5 separate regions of the Sus scrofa genome follow, and all the other regions are linked to region 5. A link is a contact called in public HiChIP or PLAC-seq data. All regions are on one chromosome and are shown on one strand. Each heading gives the region's core, a stretch centred on a gene start, on an enhancer-like site or on the middle of the called end of the contact. The rest is flanking DNA. Distances are from core to core; before and after follow the strand shown.

Evidence for each region. HiChIP or PLAC-seq counts read pairs in DNA pulled down with a chosen protein or histone mark.
Region 1: an H3K27ac HiChIP or PLAC-seq map of alveolar macrophages shows a contact between it and region 5. The contact joins the enhancer-like site here to the promoter of KLF3 in region 5. A contact is called at or near these places in 3 of 5 promoter capture datasets (fetal skeletal muscle, liver and skeletal muscle), 21 of 47 Hi-C or Micro-C datasets (adipocytes, alveolar macrophages, brain and 13 more) and 2 of 2 datasets of contacts at active chromatin or transcription factors (alveolar macrophages and skeletal muscle).
Region 2: an H3K27ac HiChIP or PLAC-seq map of skeletal muscle shows a contact between it and region 5. The contact joins the enhancer-like site here to the promoter of KLF3 in region 5. A contact is called at or near these places in 5 of 5 promoter capture datasets (fetal liver, fetal skeletal muscle, liver and 1 more), 33 of 47 Hi-C or Micro-C datasets (adipocytes, alveolar macrophages, blood and 15 more) and 2 of 2 datasets of contacts at active chromatin or transcription factors (alveolar macrophages and skeletal muscle).
Region 3: a contact with region 5 is called in an H3K27ac HiChIP or PLAC-seq map of skeletal muscle. The contact joins the enhancer-like site here to the promoter of KLF3 in region 5. A contact is called at or near these places in 3 of 5 promoter capture datasets (fetal liver, fetal skeletal muscle and liver), 11 of 47 Hi-C or Micro-C datasets (adipocytes, alveolar macrophages, embryonic fibroblasts and 6 more) and 2 of 2 datasets of contacts at active chromatin or transcription factors (alveolar macrophages and skeletal muscle).
Region 4: a contact with region 5 is called in an H3K27ac HiChIP or PLAC-seq map of alveolar macrophages. The contact joins the enhancer-like site here to the promoter of KLF3 in region 5. A contact is called at or near these places in 3 of 5 promoter capture datasets (fetal liver and liver), 3 of 47 Hi-C or Micro-C datasets (embryonic fibroblasts, fibroblasts and liver) and 2 of 2 datasets of contacts at active chromatin or transcription factors (alveolar macrophages and skeletal muscle).

What each region holds. Positions count from the first base shown.
Region 1 is chr8:29,627,426-29,630,125 of Sscrofa11.1, reverse strand. No RefSeq gene overlaps it. Among named protein-coding and RNA genes, the nearest start is that of MIR9840, 80 kb to the right of the region's middle. Within about 2 kb of position 1,260, at least 8 of the 83 cell types and tissues checked have an H3K27ac peak or open chromatin away from gene starts, as enhancers often do. A contact at or near this core is called in alveolar macrophages, where this site is marked.
Region 2 is chr8:29,758,850-29,761,746 of Sscrofa11.1, reverse strand. It overlaps LOC106504622 (a long non-coding RNA gene), which reads right to left. Exons shown (of 3, transcript XR_002346602.1): 2 at 2,853-2,897. Among named protein-coding and RNA genes, the nearest start is that of MIR9840, 210 kb to the right of the region's middle. Within about 2 kb of position 1,561, at least 17 of the 83 cell types and tissues checked have an H3K27ac peak or open chromatin away from gene starts, as enhancers often do. A contact at or near this core is called in alveolar macrophages, omental adipose tissue and skeletal muscle, where this site is marked.
Region 3 is chr8:29,523,098-29,525,952 of Sscrofa11.1, reverse strand. All of the region lies in intron 14 of TBC1D1 (TBC1 domain family member 1), which reads right to left. Among named protein-coding and RNA genes, the nearest start is that of MIR9840, 24 kb to the left of the region's middle. Within about 2 kb of position 1,457, at least 49 of the 83 cell types and tissues checked have an H3K27ac peak or open chromatin away from gene starts, as enhancers often do. A contact at or near this core is called in alveolar macrophages, fetal liver, fetal skeletal muscle and 3 more, where this site is marked.
Region 4 is chr8:29,592,570-29,595,299 of Sscrofa11.1, reverse strand. No RefSeq gene overlaps it. Among named protein-coding and RNA genes, the nearest start is that of MIR9840, 45 kb to the right of the region's middle. Within about 2 kb of position 1,454, at least 28 of the 83 cell types and tissues checked have an H3K27ac peak or open chromatin away from gene starts, as enhancers often do. A contact at or near this core is called in alveolar macrophages, fetal liver and skeletal muscle, where this site is marked.
Region 5 is chr8:30,023,727-30,026,589 of Sscrofa11.1, reverse strand. It overlaps KLF3 (Kruppel like factor 3), which reads right to left and starts at 1,612. Exons shown (of 6, transcript NM_001134352.2): 1 at 1,319-1,612. It overlaps LOC100510918 (a long non-coding RNA gene), which reads left to right and starts at 1,161. Exons shown (of 3, transcript NR_045041.1): 1 at 1,161-1,635.

The DNA.
Region 1 (2,700 bases), core at 11-2,510, 400 kb after region 5:
AAGGAACATGCCTTTATTAATAGCTCAGAATAGTTTGCATGAACATATCACATAAATAGATGATAGATAAATAAATTGACTGATTTAGAAGTCAGACCTAAGTGTATACCAATTACTGATTGAAGGGGACAGTACTAAATTTCCCTAAAGCTAAATTTACTTGTCTATAAAACGGGTTCGATTTACCTCTCCCAACGTTTTCAAGGTATAAATGAATGCGTGTATGTAAGTGTTTATTCAAGTAACTGCCATAAAGTAAGCCTCGATCCACAGGAAGCGTTACCCATGTCATTCTCATTGGAGAACAGTTCATTTGGGGGCATCTTGGTGAGCTCAGGATTCCAGCACTGCAAGTCAGACAGACTGGGTGGGTGGACAGGCTCTGATACTCCTCGGTGTAAGTGGATACTTTCTGCAACAGTGCACAGCTTAAGGGGGGCCAGTCACCTGGTGGTCAGATGTCTCCCAAGTCCTGAGGGTGAGACAGTTCTGCTGGGGAGCCCAGCTTGATTTCCTGGTTCAAAAATCACACCTGTGAAACTCGATCCAGGTGGGAAATTCTTCTGGTTGATTCTGCTGAAACCATGGTTCATTATCAAGTTATTTCTCTGGGTCACTCTGAGGTCAGCTCCTTAATTAATGTAATGGCCAAGGCAGGCCACAAAACCAGGATGCTCAGCCCAGAAGTCCATCACAGCAGCTCCCCTGTGTTACCTGAACATGAACTTGGTGCCAGGCACCATGCAAAGAGCCTTCTGGCCCTCGGTTTCTTTAATCCTCCAACAACCCTCCGGGGGGGCAGCTGCAATAAGTCCCATTTAAAGATGAAAAATCTCAGGCTTGCAAAGTCCAAGGTCACAGGTAGAAAGTGGTGGAGCCAGCACTGCAGGTAAGTGAGGGCACCCTTCCCACCAGTCTGTGCTTCACAGAAAACCATTAATCCCACTGCACTCTCCCTGTCACATGTGTTGGTATTGCCACCTGAGAACAAAAGAAGGTTTAAAATGCTCATTTTTCTCACCTGCTAAAGAGCAGAACAACCTATTGTAATCAGGCTCCGCCCTGCTCCAGGCTCTCCAGACAATCCCTCCAAACCTCTTCATAGGGCATCTCTGTTTACCCCAATCCCTGCTGCGGATTCTTCTGGCCTTTCAGAAAGCAATTGGCAACACTTTCGCCACTAGTTTAAATCTCTATGGTTTGGTTAAGACGCTCCTTTTCAGGGGAACCTGGTTGGAGCAAGAGTGCCACCTGCTGGAATGTTTGGGTCACTGCCAACACCTATTCCTTGGGCCAAGATGGGTAGGCAGGGATGGGGAGGGTGGGGAGCTTAGCAGCGAGGCACGTTCTGCTCTTGTTCGCACATCCTGGACCGTTCCAGGGCAACTACAAGGAATAAGTCCACAGTGTCCAGCAACCACCTTACTGAAACTCAAAGTCTTGCTCAAATACAAGCTTGGGACTTTGAGGGTGTGCATTTCTTGGCTCCAAAGCTCAGGGCTGGGATAAAGGTGCAGCGAGTGAGGCAGGGCCACGCAAGTATAGGACTGCGTGTGTCTTTATGGAAAATTGCGAAATTTTATTCATTATGGATGGTTGTGTTTATCTTGACTTTTTAAAAGTGCATTGAAACTACTTATCTTGATTACTGAGTTTGTTGGCACCCTCTCCCTTATATTTATTTACCCACTGCAAAGACCTCATTTGCCTCACCCAAGTATTGGCCCTGCTGAAGCCTTCTGCAAAGATTCGGTTTCCTTTCAAAGCTCTGTCTGTAAATAAGCTAAATGCCCACAACAGGCCTGGTCACCTTGCAGCCCTGTGTCTATACTGAGTCATTCCAGTCCCCTGCCCCCCACACAGCCTGGGGTCTGATGGAGAGTTCTTTACCTGGAGTGCATGGGTGGGCTTGAGGATAGAGGGGGAATGGTTCTGGAAACCCCTGAAATTTAATGGAACATTATGCGCATTTTCTGGGAGATGGTTTATCACTCCCCTTCCACTCCCCAAGGAGCCTCAACCCCATAAAGGGTAAGACTCAGAGCGGTCTTTTAAAATCGTCGGGCTTTATCAAGGGTCTATGCAGGAAATAGCACCGAGAAATGTCTTTCCGTGTCTGCCCTGTAAGACAATGTCCACTGCCTGACCTGTGGTCTATAAACAGTGTTAGGCGACCCTGATACAAGGATCCAAGTGTCTCTCAGAGTTCGGAGGAAGAACATTTTCTCAGTTGATAACTGGAATCTCAGCTGGACGTTGAACGGGCTAGTCCACGTTGCCTTCTTAAACTTTCACTCCCTGCTGAAACTGTCAACCTCGCCATTGTTCTCAGGCAAAGCTCTTTTGCAAGCGCTTTCTCAGAAGCAGCCTTCCACCCTCTTGGCATCCTTTACCGGTCTTTCAAGACCAGCTTTCTCCCCGTCCCAGGCAGGGCTGGGCCCCTTACACACTCCTGTTTTACCCCATAGATGACTTTTCTAGATTGGTCTCCATATTGATCTATCCGTCCACAAGATCGTGAGCCCAGGAGGGCAGGAACCCAGCCTTATGCCTTTCCAAGCCCCAGCACCTGGCACACAGTCACTGTGTTTAGAAAAAGTGAGAGAGACAGAGTTCCCGTCGTGCTCAATGGTTAACAAATCCAACTAGGAACCATGAGGTTTCAGGTTTGATCCTTGGCCTTGCCCAGTGGGTTGGGGA
Region 2 (2,897 bases), core at 312-2,811, 260 kb after region 5:
CTCTTACCATTCCCAACCCTAGCCCCAGGCTTCATCCAGAGCCGTTTACTAACTGCCGCAGGAGAATCTGTCCTCTCCCCACACTGTGCCTCGTGCTCACTCCATCTCTACCCAGAGCTCCACCACTGCCTTCCGTCTCTCCTCACCTTCCACAAATGTCAGGGCAGCCTTCAGCCCTCCTTGACTTCCAGCCCTAGGCGATCTCTCGCCCGCTCCTCTGAAAGGCGCCAGCATTTGAGGTCCAATCACTCGTTAACATTTACTGCCTTGTATTGGGGTTGAATTTTGGAGTGCATGTCTCGTCTTGCCAGCCTTACCTTAGGCTCTGCAAGGGTGTGGCTCATGCCTTTTCCTCCTTCTATCCCCTCAGCTCTCAACCCAGTGAACACTCACCTCTGGGAAACTTGCTCAACTAGGAAACCAAACCAATTACCCAGAGCCCTCTAACGAATTTCTTTTTTGGAATCCTTTTTGAACCTACATGCCTGTCACTCCTCTTTCAAAGCACGTTGACCATGGTGCCTTCCTGTGATGTCATCAGGGGCTCAGTTAGCTGTGCATGGATGGTATCCAGCTGAGGTCTGGTGGCACAGATCGCTTGGCTGAACTTGGCCTTGATGAGTCATGGGGGAAAGGGGTTGGAGGGAAAGGTGAGAGGGGACTTCATTTAGGAGCAATTCATTACTCCGACCAAGGAAAATAATTTTATAAACATCTTATGGGTGATAAGTCCACACGACTCTTTGAAATCTGGGAGTACAGCAAATTTATCTTCTGAAAGAGGACTATTGCAATGTAAGCCAACACTGTTATTTCAAATATGAGAATGCCTGGTTTTTTTAAGCAGATATGTTGGACTTGCTGCCTGTGCATGTGCATAATTTGCAGGCTGCCTCTAATGGATCAAGAAAAGGAACAGGGCAACAATAGGGCTGAGCTGGTAGCTTTGCGATGGGTGTCCCCCTGGACAGGAGGCCCTAGCTTTCTCCAAGCAAGCTAGAAGGGCCCCCAAGAGTGTAAGGTCATTCCAGCTGCAGAGTGGGTAGGAAATAGTACAAAAGAAATTCCAGGGCCACCACTATCGCTTTTTAGGTAATTGAAGACTCATCAGGGCTGCTCATTAAAAATATAAATTCCCTGGTTTCTAACCTCACCCCCCGACCCCCCAGTGGTTCAGGAGGTCTATGGCAGGACTCAGGAATCCGCATTTCTACCAAAACGGCAGCACTACTGTCTTCACTCCTACAGTCGCTCTACCTTAGATGTGGCAATAATAAAGCACTAATGAGTTAATCATCTCGCTTAAAATATAGACAGGGCAGTAATTGGAGTATAATTTTGGACCAGAGACCCTCCCATCCCAGAGATGTGGGTGGCTGGCTTGGCCAAGGGAGCTCACACCAAAGGGTTTGGTGTGGGGGAGGGTTCGGGGCAGGGCCTGGAAGTGCTCCCCAACCGTGGACAAGAGAAGTATGTTGGCCACCAGCTGTTCTGGGAGAGTGACTCATCAGCCTATGTGGCAGTAACCGCGGCTGGTGGAATGAGTCCCTGGACCGTGGGGGGCGACGGGGGAGGTGACGGCTGTGGCTGGAGAGAGCAGTGCATTCCAGAGGAGAACCAGACCTCCTGCAAGGATGCCAATCTGTGCTGTCAGTCACTTTGGCAGTGATGAAGGAGGCAGAGGGAGGGACAAATGAGCGGTCTCAGCAAGACGGCAGAGGCACCATTTAGTCACTGGCATTAAAGCCCTGTGTCCACTATCCCCCGGACTCGGCCTGCCTCCTCCTCTTCCCCACCCTTCAATCTGGTCCCCTCCAGGCTTTAATGTCTTCCAGGCACCCACTCCCTTCGTGTCCCTGCTGTTACAGACATCATTCCCTGTCTGCATATTCCCCCCACGATGCCCTGAGCTCAAGACTCATCACCATCCTTCCGACAGCCACTGATGTGTTCTCTCCAAAAATGAAAATCCAAGCTTGTTGTTCGCTTGCGTAAAAGCCTCAGTGGACCTTGACCATCACTGTGCATCAGAATCACCCAGGGGCTTGTTATAAAACACAACACAGGGCCCCAGCTGGAATGTCCTTCCGTCTTCCACATTTTCCTCCTTTGCCCACTGAACTCCTGACCCTGTAGAATCTGTGATGCCTTCTCCATCCCCTCGCCCTCATCTTCACTCCACCTCCCCCACCGCCATCCCCGCGATCCTCAGCAACACACACCGAGTGCTTGCGCTGGTACATCCCATTGACAACCACAGGGGAAAAAAAAATATCCATGATGTGGGTCTCATTATTCTTCCCACCTTACAGAGATGTTGAAACCAGGGCTTGGGTAGGTTTAGAAACTTGCCCCCGTCACACAGCTAGAAAACGATGAAGCCAGGATTCAATCGTAGCAGCCTGTACCCAGCACCTGGGCTCTTAACTCCTGCAAGTACCAACTCGTCCAGATGGAATTAAGTCTTTCTTCCTCCGTGCTCTCAGAACACTCTTCTTGTCACTTCCAGATGAAAACCCACATCCAACAGGACGTAAGGTCTTGCTTCCCAGATTGAGTTCCTCAAGGGTGGGTCCTCACCTTGGTGTCCTAAGCCCAGCCCATAGAGGGAACTCCATGTGGGGTGAATGCACAACTGAATATTTCCACTAGAGTGTTGGCAAATGTAAAGTAAAACTCTTGCTGGGCCATGAGAAATGAGAACTATTTCAGAAGATCACTCAAGTTCCTTGTAATATACCAAGTCAACACGCAGGTACCATTTTACATCGGAGATTCATAGCTATCACTCTATTTCAGGAGAAACCCTAAGAAATATGAAAATTCAAAAAACGTGATTGCCATTAACTTACCATTTTGCCCATTTCCATCTTGGCTCCCCTGATTATATCTTTTAA
Region 3 (2,855 bases), core at 208-2,707, 500 kb after region 5:
GAGATGGTGCATACATTTCCCTAGGGAGAATGATGAACTCAAGCCACACCGGCCATTCTGCAAAGAGACAGAAGAAATGCCTCCTTTGTTAAGGCAGGTATCCCTGCCTACGCCCTCTAATCTAAGTCCCACACTTAAAAGTCTTGCAGGACAGAAAAGGCCAAGTGTTCCCACACCCCACCCCCAACACAAGTCTTTGCAAGAGACAAGGCTGCTGCCAATAGGAAAAAGAAAAACTTCCCTTCAGTAACTGTCTGGGGAAGATGCTGCAAAAAACCAAAACAAACAAACAAACAAACAAACAAAAAAAAATCAAAGAGGTGAGACTATAACCTCTCATCACTAAGACTGTCCTCAACCGAAAATTCTCAAGCTAACACACCTGGACAGGAAATGAGCACAAGTCTTCAACTTTCTGTGGAAAACCCATTATTCTCCCAAGTATAAAATGCATGGATTGGGACTGCAAGTTATTTTCAGAATAATATAAGATCATAATTATAGCATTCCTACTTTGGTAGGTGTTTAAAATCTTGTTAGCACTCATTCTGCAAATATTTTCATTTATAGGACAATGACAAAGCAAATTTACTTGGGGAAAAAAATCCATTTAGAAAGCAGTGTAACGCATCCCTTGGCTTTATCTCTGGATTTTACAAAACCAAGAGTGTGCTAGCAGCTGAAATTCTGGGGCCACTAGCTCAAGTCCAGTGGGAACGCCCGGCCTTGCCCCCTCCAGGAGGTACAGTGTTTTCTTTCACTTAAATAGATGAAATTAGCAGAAACCACTCATCCAGGAAGTTTCTAATTCTGTTTTTTAAAAATGAGAATTACCAGTAAATAATGCCCCAAATGTGTATGAGCAAGAATTAGCATGTAATTCTAGAATACTGCCAACATAAGAATTGTTCTTTTACTCCACCGCAGCTTCTCACCACACAAACACTAACTTGAGTAAAGCAGTCAAAACTCCTGATACTTTATTCCTAAAACTGTCAACAGCTCATGACTGTGATTAAGAGACTGGTTCTGGGGCAGAACTGACCTGATTTGAGTTGCAGGTCTTTCAATATTTCTGGCCTCCTCTGTGAAAGGCCAGGGCATAGTAACGGCTGCGCAGAGCCCACGTGAGAATTACCATCTGACTGTGTGAAGGCGCCAACACTAACTGCCTAATATGTGATAAGGATAATTACAATGGCTATTATTAATAGTTTTATTGCAAAGAAGATAGGATTTGTTTGTTGTTTCATCATCTGCCAAAGAACACATTTCTAATTTTCAATCTCTTTATTTTATTAACAACCACTCAGGGCTTCTTTGGCTGGAGTTTAAATCAGGATGGGATGTACCCTTCCTTGCCTATTAGCTGCTGCAGCTTGAGAAATTCAGAGGACCTCACAGTGCGGCCCCCAAGCCTGCAGTGTCAGCATCAGGCTCTTGTAAGCACTGCAAATGCTCAGGCGCCACCAAGTATTCTGGCTCCAGAATCAGACACTTTAGGGGTGAGGAACAGCTAACTTGTTTCCACAAGTTCTCCAAGGGATTCTGGGCAGGCAGTCAGAGGGCAGCTGAAAGAAATGCAGCCCTGGGCCAATGTCACTACCCTGTAGCCCTGTGACTACTGCCCTCGGGAATGAGGCCGCTGTGGGAGCCCTGATGGAGGATCCCTACCCTCGCCTTCCTGGGTACTTCTGGGGGCAACATCAGTGTCCCCTGTACCCCCCCCAGACCCCCCCGCAGCCTGGAGCAGATAGCAAACAAGGCCGGCCAGCAGGGGAGCTCAACCATTCCCACTGGCCTAACCACCCTCATGGTCAAGGCCCCTGGAGAAGGAGGTTCCACAACACTCTTAAGACCCTTTCTCAGCATATGACCACACAAAAATGTGCACACAGGCAGAGAAAGTGCAGAGAAGCACTATTCATGAGAGCCCAGAGGGAGAAAAACCCAAATGCCCATCGACGGGCAAACAAGTGTATCTGAAGTCTATCTATACACTGCAGTGTTAATTGACTATAAAAAGAAATGAAGCACTGATACACACTACACATGACGAACCTTGAAAATATTCTAAGTGAAAAAAGCCACACATACAGAACCACATATTATTTATACAAAATATCCAGAACAGGCAAATCTATAGAGACAGGAAGATGATTAGTGGTTGTCTAGGGTTGGGGGGAGGGGAGGGAGTTTTGGGAAGTGACAACTATGGGTTTCTTTCTGGGGGACAAAAAGATTTTAAAAATTAGATTACAGTGATGGTTCCAAAACCCTGTAAATAAAGAAAAATACACTGTATAATTTAAATGGGTAAACTGTATAATACATGAATTATAGCTCAATAAAGCTGTTTTTAAAACAAAACAAAAGCTTCCTGCCAAGGACTCCTCATGAGAGCTGCTCTAACCTCCCAGCAGTGCTGTCCAGGGAGCAGGGTAGCAGTGCGAGACCTGAGGCCAAGATTGGGGGAGGAGGAAGCAGGCCAGCCTGCAGGCAAATTTAAGGAGGCATTCATCCTCAGGGCCATGAAGCACAGGGCCCATACACGCAGGGCCCTAAAAGTGAGTGCCTCCTTAAATTGTGCACTCAGGATGCCTGCCTGGCTGCCTGCCTCGCCCTGGTCCTGCCCTGATTCTGAGACTGCTTCAAGTTCAGATATGCCTACAGAGTCTATCCTGAGGCTATTTCCAGACTACTTACCATTTCCTTGCTTTATAAACCTCACTAGCTCCCCAGTACCTACAGATTTCAAGTTCAAGGGTGACAACTCAAGATCCTCTACTTCGGACTTAAACCCTGCAGGCTTACGGGTACAGCCTCCAGAGTTAGATGGGCCCTACGGATGCTGT
Region 4 (2,730 bases), core at 205-2,704, 430 kb after region 5:
GTTCCCCAGAATGTAATCTGAGCAGTCAGCAGTTCCTTTTGGACAGTTTCACAAAGTCTCTTGACTCTTCCCTTTGGACTCTCATGCATGAAATCACATCTCGCTTTGAGGAATGAGGCGTCCCCCTGAATGCAGTCGACGTGGCTGTGTCCACAGGCGGCCTGTCAGGTCTGCAGGTGAGGTTAGTGTAAACAGAAACAACAAGGTCACCACATCACCATGCCCATGTCACCCACCCCGCCCTCCTGGGAGCTTGAGACCAAGTCAGGAAGAGCAGATTCCCTTGTGTGAGTGCGAACAGCCAGTGATGAGGCCAACAGTTTATCTTTTATGAGACTACACATTAATGGGAGTTTTGTCTTGAAGGAGGTTAGGATCTTCTTGCCATCTGAAAAGGACACGGCATTAGGTGCATGGCAGTTTTTGAAGAGAGCACTCTTGGGACAAGATTCATGCTTAGGATACAGAATTATGACCATTTGGAAGGCAGGCTTCCATCTTCTAAAATTAAGCCGCCCAACTCCCCCTTGGCTGGTTGCTTTTCTTTGATCTCACCTGGAGCACCGGCTGAGCCTTCTCTGGCCACTCTTTGCAGGCAGCCCTCGCCCCATGATGACTTTTGCTTACTTATTTCAGTTACCTGTGTCCTCTGCCAGCAGGCATTGACCCTGCAGTCCCAGCCTCCAGCCCAGCAGCTGGTTCCTAATGGAGCACCACAACCACCTGCCGGAAAGAGGGAGAACCGTCAGGCAGGGGGCCGACAGTGACTGTGGAGTGGGCCCCGATGGGCAGGTGGGCCCAACTCTCCATCATGGGAAGACAGGGGCTGTCGTGACATGAGGAGTGATCACAGAAGCACATGGGGGAAAAGAGAGGGATCCTGAGTGGAAAAGCTCACTTTCTCCTTTCTAATAACCAAGACGATGGAGGATTTGAACATATGATATTTAGGAGTAAAGTTGATGGCCCTGTACCTCAAAGGAAGGCAAGAGATCCTAAAAGCCTTGGTGGAAAGTGCAGAAGGGCTGAGGTGGGCAGAACTTGGAAGTCATTAAATAGATCAGTGCCCCACCACCATCAACCACCCCCTGTAGATTCCCAAAGCGGCACCTCAGGGTGCCACCCAGCAGGGCACTAAAAACCAAAGCCACAGTGGAAGAGCAGTCAGCTCTTTTCCTACAGCTGGAAGACACACGCAGCACGGTTGGGGGTTCGAAAGAAGAGCTGTCTGGAAGAGCAGGAAGAAGATGCCCAAAACATGGATCCAAATACAGAATAAGGAAGAAACAGCAGCAGGAAGGTGTAGCCGGGAAAGTAGGAAGAGCGGACGAGAATCTGACTGGGAGAAAGAATGAGACAAGCTGCCCCCCACCCCCACCCCCGCACCCAGGGCTGTGCAGGCTGAGCCGGGGTTCTGGAAGGCGGGCCTGCAGTAGCAAGTGCCCTGACTCACTGGGGCTATTTTTAACACTCATTTCAGCTCCTCTCCTGCCCTGCCCAGCCCCGCCCAGCGCTTCTCAGACTCCTCAAGGACAGCAGGAAAGGGCGGGAGGGCGGTGTGTCCACAACAGGCACGGGCAGTGAGCAGGCAACCACAGGGCCTCCTCCACCCCTGCCCCAGAGCCCAGGGCTCCGAGGGGGGAGCCCAGGGAAAGACTACTGAGAATGTGCTACAAAAGGGCTTTTCACAAAAGGATGGTGGGAGTGTGGCCACTGTCGTGTTTCAGTCACGTCTTAGCTGGAAATGAGGTGAATGTGTTACTCAAACAATCTTGGAAATGCTTTTATTACCCATTCAAAGCTTCCCAAATGAAGCGTTTGAGTGCTTTTGAAGTCCTTGATTAAAAACATAAAACTCTAACACATTTTGATTAGCTTACATTAGTCTACTCTTGAAGATGGGAATTTGCTAGCCAGATTTCAACAAAAACCTTTGCTCAACTGGTGAATACAGAATTAATGAGCATCATGACTTAATGTGACCAACAGCACCCCTCCTCCTGTTTAGTGGTTGGAAACCATCCTTTTTTTTTTTTTTTTTTCTTTTTTCTTTTTAGAGCCACACCTGTGGCATATGCAGGTTCCTAGGCTAGGGATCAAACTGGAGCTGTAGCCTATGGCCTACACCACAGCCACAGCAATGCCAGATCCAAGCTGCGTCTGCAACCTGCACCACAACGCCAGAGCCTTAATGCACTGAGTGAGGCCAGGGATCGAACCTGCGTCTTCATGGATGCTAGTCAGATTCGTTTCCACTGAGCCATGATGGGAACTCCAAGCCATCCTTTTTAAAGCCATGACAGTGCATTCAAACCAACCATCAAACTAGCCTGAGTTTGGAAACTTGACATTTGAATTATTATCTCAGTCTTAAAATAATATTTAAAGCAATGAAATGTTCCTTGTTCTCCTTAAAAACACTGGGTAGCAACTTTTTAATCAGTATTTTTAAACAATTTTGTTTCACCTCATTTAAAACTTCTATCTGAAAATTTAGTCATGTGTGAAGTTTTAAGTATACACATAGTGGTATAAATTCAAACGCTTTGCAAATAAGGGTTTACAACCAAAACAGCTGATTATTCACTTTAGAGACATGAAGGCAGTTGTCTATGGAGTCTAGATACTAAGAACATTCTTTTTATCTTTTACTAGCAATTTCAAAATGTCCAAACAATGACTGTTATGTCTGCGCCATATCATAACTCTTAGAGTTCCCTAATCTTTCTG
Region 5 (2,863 bases), core at 363-2,862:
AAAGACAGCACAAAATTGTTCTGTAGAATAACCTGTAAGGAACAACTACCCTATGCCCCCAATTAATTTTGCTTAATAATTAGAGATACTAAATTAAAATGAAGTCATAATACCACTCCATACTTTTCTCCATATACCAGACTCTTGTGAGAATCAATATATTTAGTGTCTTGGGTGACATTAATGGAAAGATGTATTCTGAGTTTGTAAAATGTTTATTTTAGTGAAATACAAGAAGGTGAGCAATTACCAGTTTCCGTTTAACCTGACTTAGAAAAATAAAAGTCCCATGCGCATATTCTTTATCTAATATTTTTGTATACTGCTGTAAAATTTAAAGCAGAATCGAGTGTTCCCTTTTATCTGCCAAAGAAGTCGTTATGACAATTCCAGGTATTGTCTGCCATCTCCAAGAAAGCCCTTCCGAGAAAGGCTAGGTCCCAAAGGTTCGGGTCCAGAGGTCCGTCCCTCGGTCCCCACCGGATCGGGTCCCTAACGCTGCAGGCAGTTGCCTAAGGCGTTCTCCGCCTCCAGCCACGCTGCAATCCTCGCTCCAGACACTGCGGCAGGTTCTCTCCGTGCCCCGGAGGAGGTCTCTCCAAACCTGGCCAGCTCTTTCTCCTGCCCCCGGGGATCCAGACGCCCTGGCAGCTCCCGGGCTCCAGGACCGAGAATGCGATGCTGCCTCCACTCTCAATCGCCCCAAGTTTCTTCCCAGAGGGCCTGCTCCAAGTTTGCTCCCGCCGCTGGTGAGCGGCAGCGCGCCCCGTCGGCAGAGGGGGGCGGCGGGGGGCGCAGGCGGAGGGCGGGGAGGGGGAGGGCGCGCGGTGGGGGGGGGACCAGATGGGGGAGAAGGGGGAGGAGCAGGAGCGCGCGGCCTCTGTGCTACCTTTTTCCAAACAACGTTGCCACACGCGGAGAGCACTGAGATTTCTGGGGCTTAGGAGGGAATCGCGAGAGAGCGCGCGGGCGGCGGTCGGGGGACCACACAGGTGAGCCCCCGCCCGCGCCCTATCCGGGGCCGCGGCGGGCGCCACCGGCCTCGCTCCCCGCACCCGCCGATCCGCACGGTGGCTCTCCTCAATCCCACACTTTCCACTGCTTCACCGGGGGCCCCTCCGCCTCGCCTCCTCTACCCCACCCCCGGCTGCGAGGAGCTGTTGCACTTTCCCAAGCCCACGGGAGCCCCCACCTCCGCGCTGCACCCCCAGCCCATTCACCGCGCCCCCCTCCCCCCAAAAAAAGGAAACCAGACGAGCCGAAAACAGGGGCAGCGGGAGTCGGGGCGAGAAGGAAAGGTGAGGGAGAGGGGACTTACTTTTCGAGGCGCGGTGCTGAGCGCTGCAGGCGAGAAATAAAGGCCCAGACCTGGGCTCCCTGGAGCCCCGCGGATGCAGTGGTGTCAGCGCTCCAGTCCTGGCGGCGTTGGCTCTGGCGGCCGCAGGGGACCGGGACGGGGACTGGCGCGCGTGCGGCGGGCGCGGCACAGCTCGGCGGGCGCTCGCGCTGCGCTCCGGCTCGGGCCCCGGCTCCGCGCGGCTCCGCTCCTGGCTCCCCTCTGGCTCCTGGCACCAACTCCGGGCAGTCACATGACGCCGGCGCCGCTCGCTCTGCGAGCCTCCCGGGGCTGGCGGGGTAAGTAGAGGCTGGGACCCGGGGTGGGAGGGTCAGGGAGGGGAGAGGGAGCCGCTGCGGCCGCCCGGGCTGGGCGGGTCCCCACCCACTTGGGTGGAGGCAGCCGCCGGAGGGGTCGGCGGAGTCACTCGCGCAAACACGCACCCCGCCCTGCGCCCTTCCCCCGCCACCCCCTCCTCCTGCGCCGCCTCCGCCCCGCCCCGCCCAGTCACCCGGGGACGGCCTGACAGACACTCATTATTCCCCGGAGCCGGGCGCCGCCCCGCCGGCCCAACCTGTCCCGCGAGGCGCGGCGCGGCCGTGGGGCTGGGCGTACGCGGCGCGGCCCCCGCCCCAGAGCCCCCGCCCCCCGCCCCGGAGCCCCCGCCTGGGAGTCCCCGCCCGCACCCCCTCCCGTCGCCCTCCGCCCCGGAGCCCGCGGCCCCGCCCGGCCTGGACCCGCCGCCGCGCCGCCGCCCGAGCCCGGGGGGAAGGAAGGGCGGCACTGGCCGCTCCGGGCGTCACAGGGCTGCAGCCCGCTGCGCCGCTTCCAAAACACACAGGCGGGCTCGCGGGCGAGCCGAGGCGGGAGACCCGGGCCGGCCGGGGCCATCAATCAGCCAGCTCCGGCGGGAAGGGCGGCCCCGGGCGCGGCGGGAAGGGCTGGGCCCCGCGGCCAGCGCGGCCCCTCCTGGGCCCAGCGCACACAACTCTCTTAAAGAAAAAGCTGAAAAAGGCACCGCTGGGGAAGCGGCGGGTGGGCCGGGGCGGCGTCGGGAGAGAAAGAGCGGCGCGGAAAGGGAGGGCAGCTGGGGGACTGCAACCCTAAAATGGTCCCGCGTTTCCAAGGTCATTCGCCATCCTCTAGAGCGCTTTCTTTGTGCCTTGGGGCTCGGAGGCCCCCGTGTTGTCTTCCCCACGGGGGTGCGGCCCGGCTGGTGGTGCACCGCCTACCGGGACTTTTCTTTGAAGGCCGGGATAACGCCCCCCCCCCCCACCCCACCGCGAACAAACTTCCCACGGGCCGGGCCTGCAGCTGGAGCGAAAAGGCGGCCGGACGCAGCGGCATTTGCTCAGCCGGGCCTGTCGGAAAACTTGGCAAACTTGGGTCCGGATCCTCCTGCCCGGAGGGAGAACTCGGGGCGAGCTGAGGGCTTGGCGCGGCGGCCTTTCCTTTGGTGTCGCGTCCCCGGGACTGAGCACAAGCGTCCCCGGGGCGGGTGGCGCCGGGCTGGGCGGGGGGGGGGGG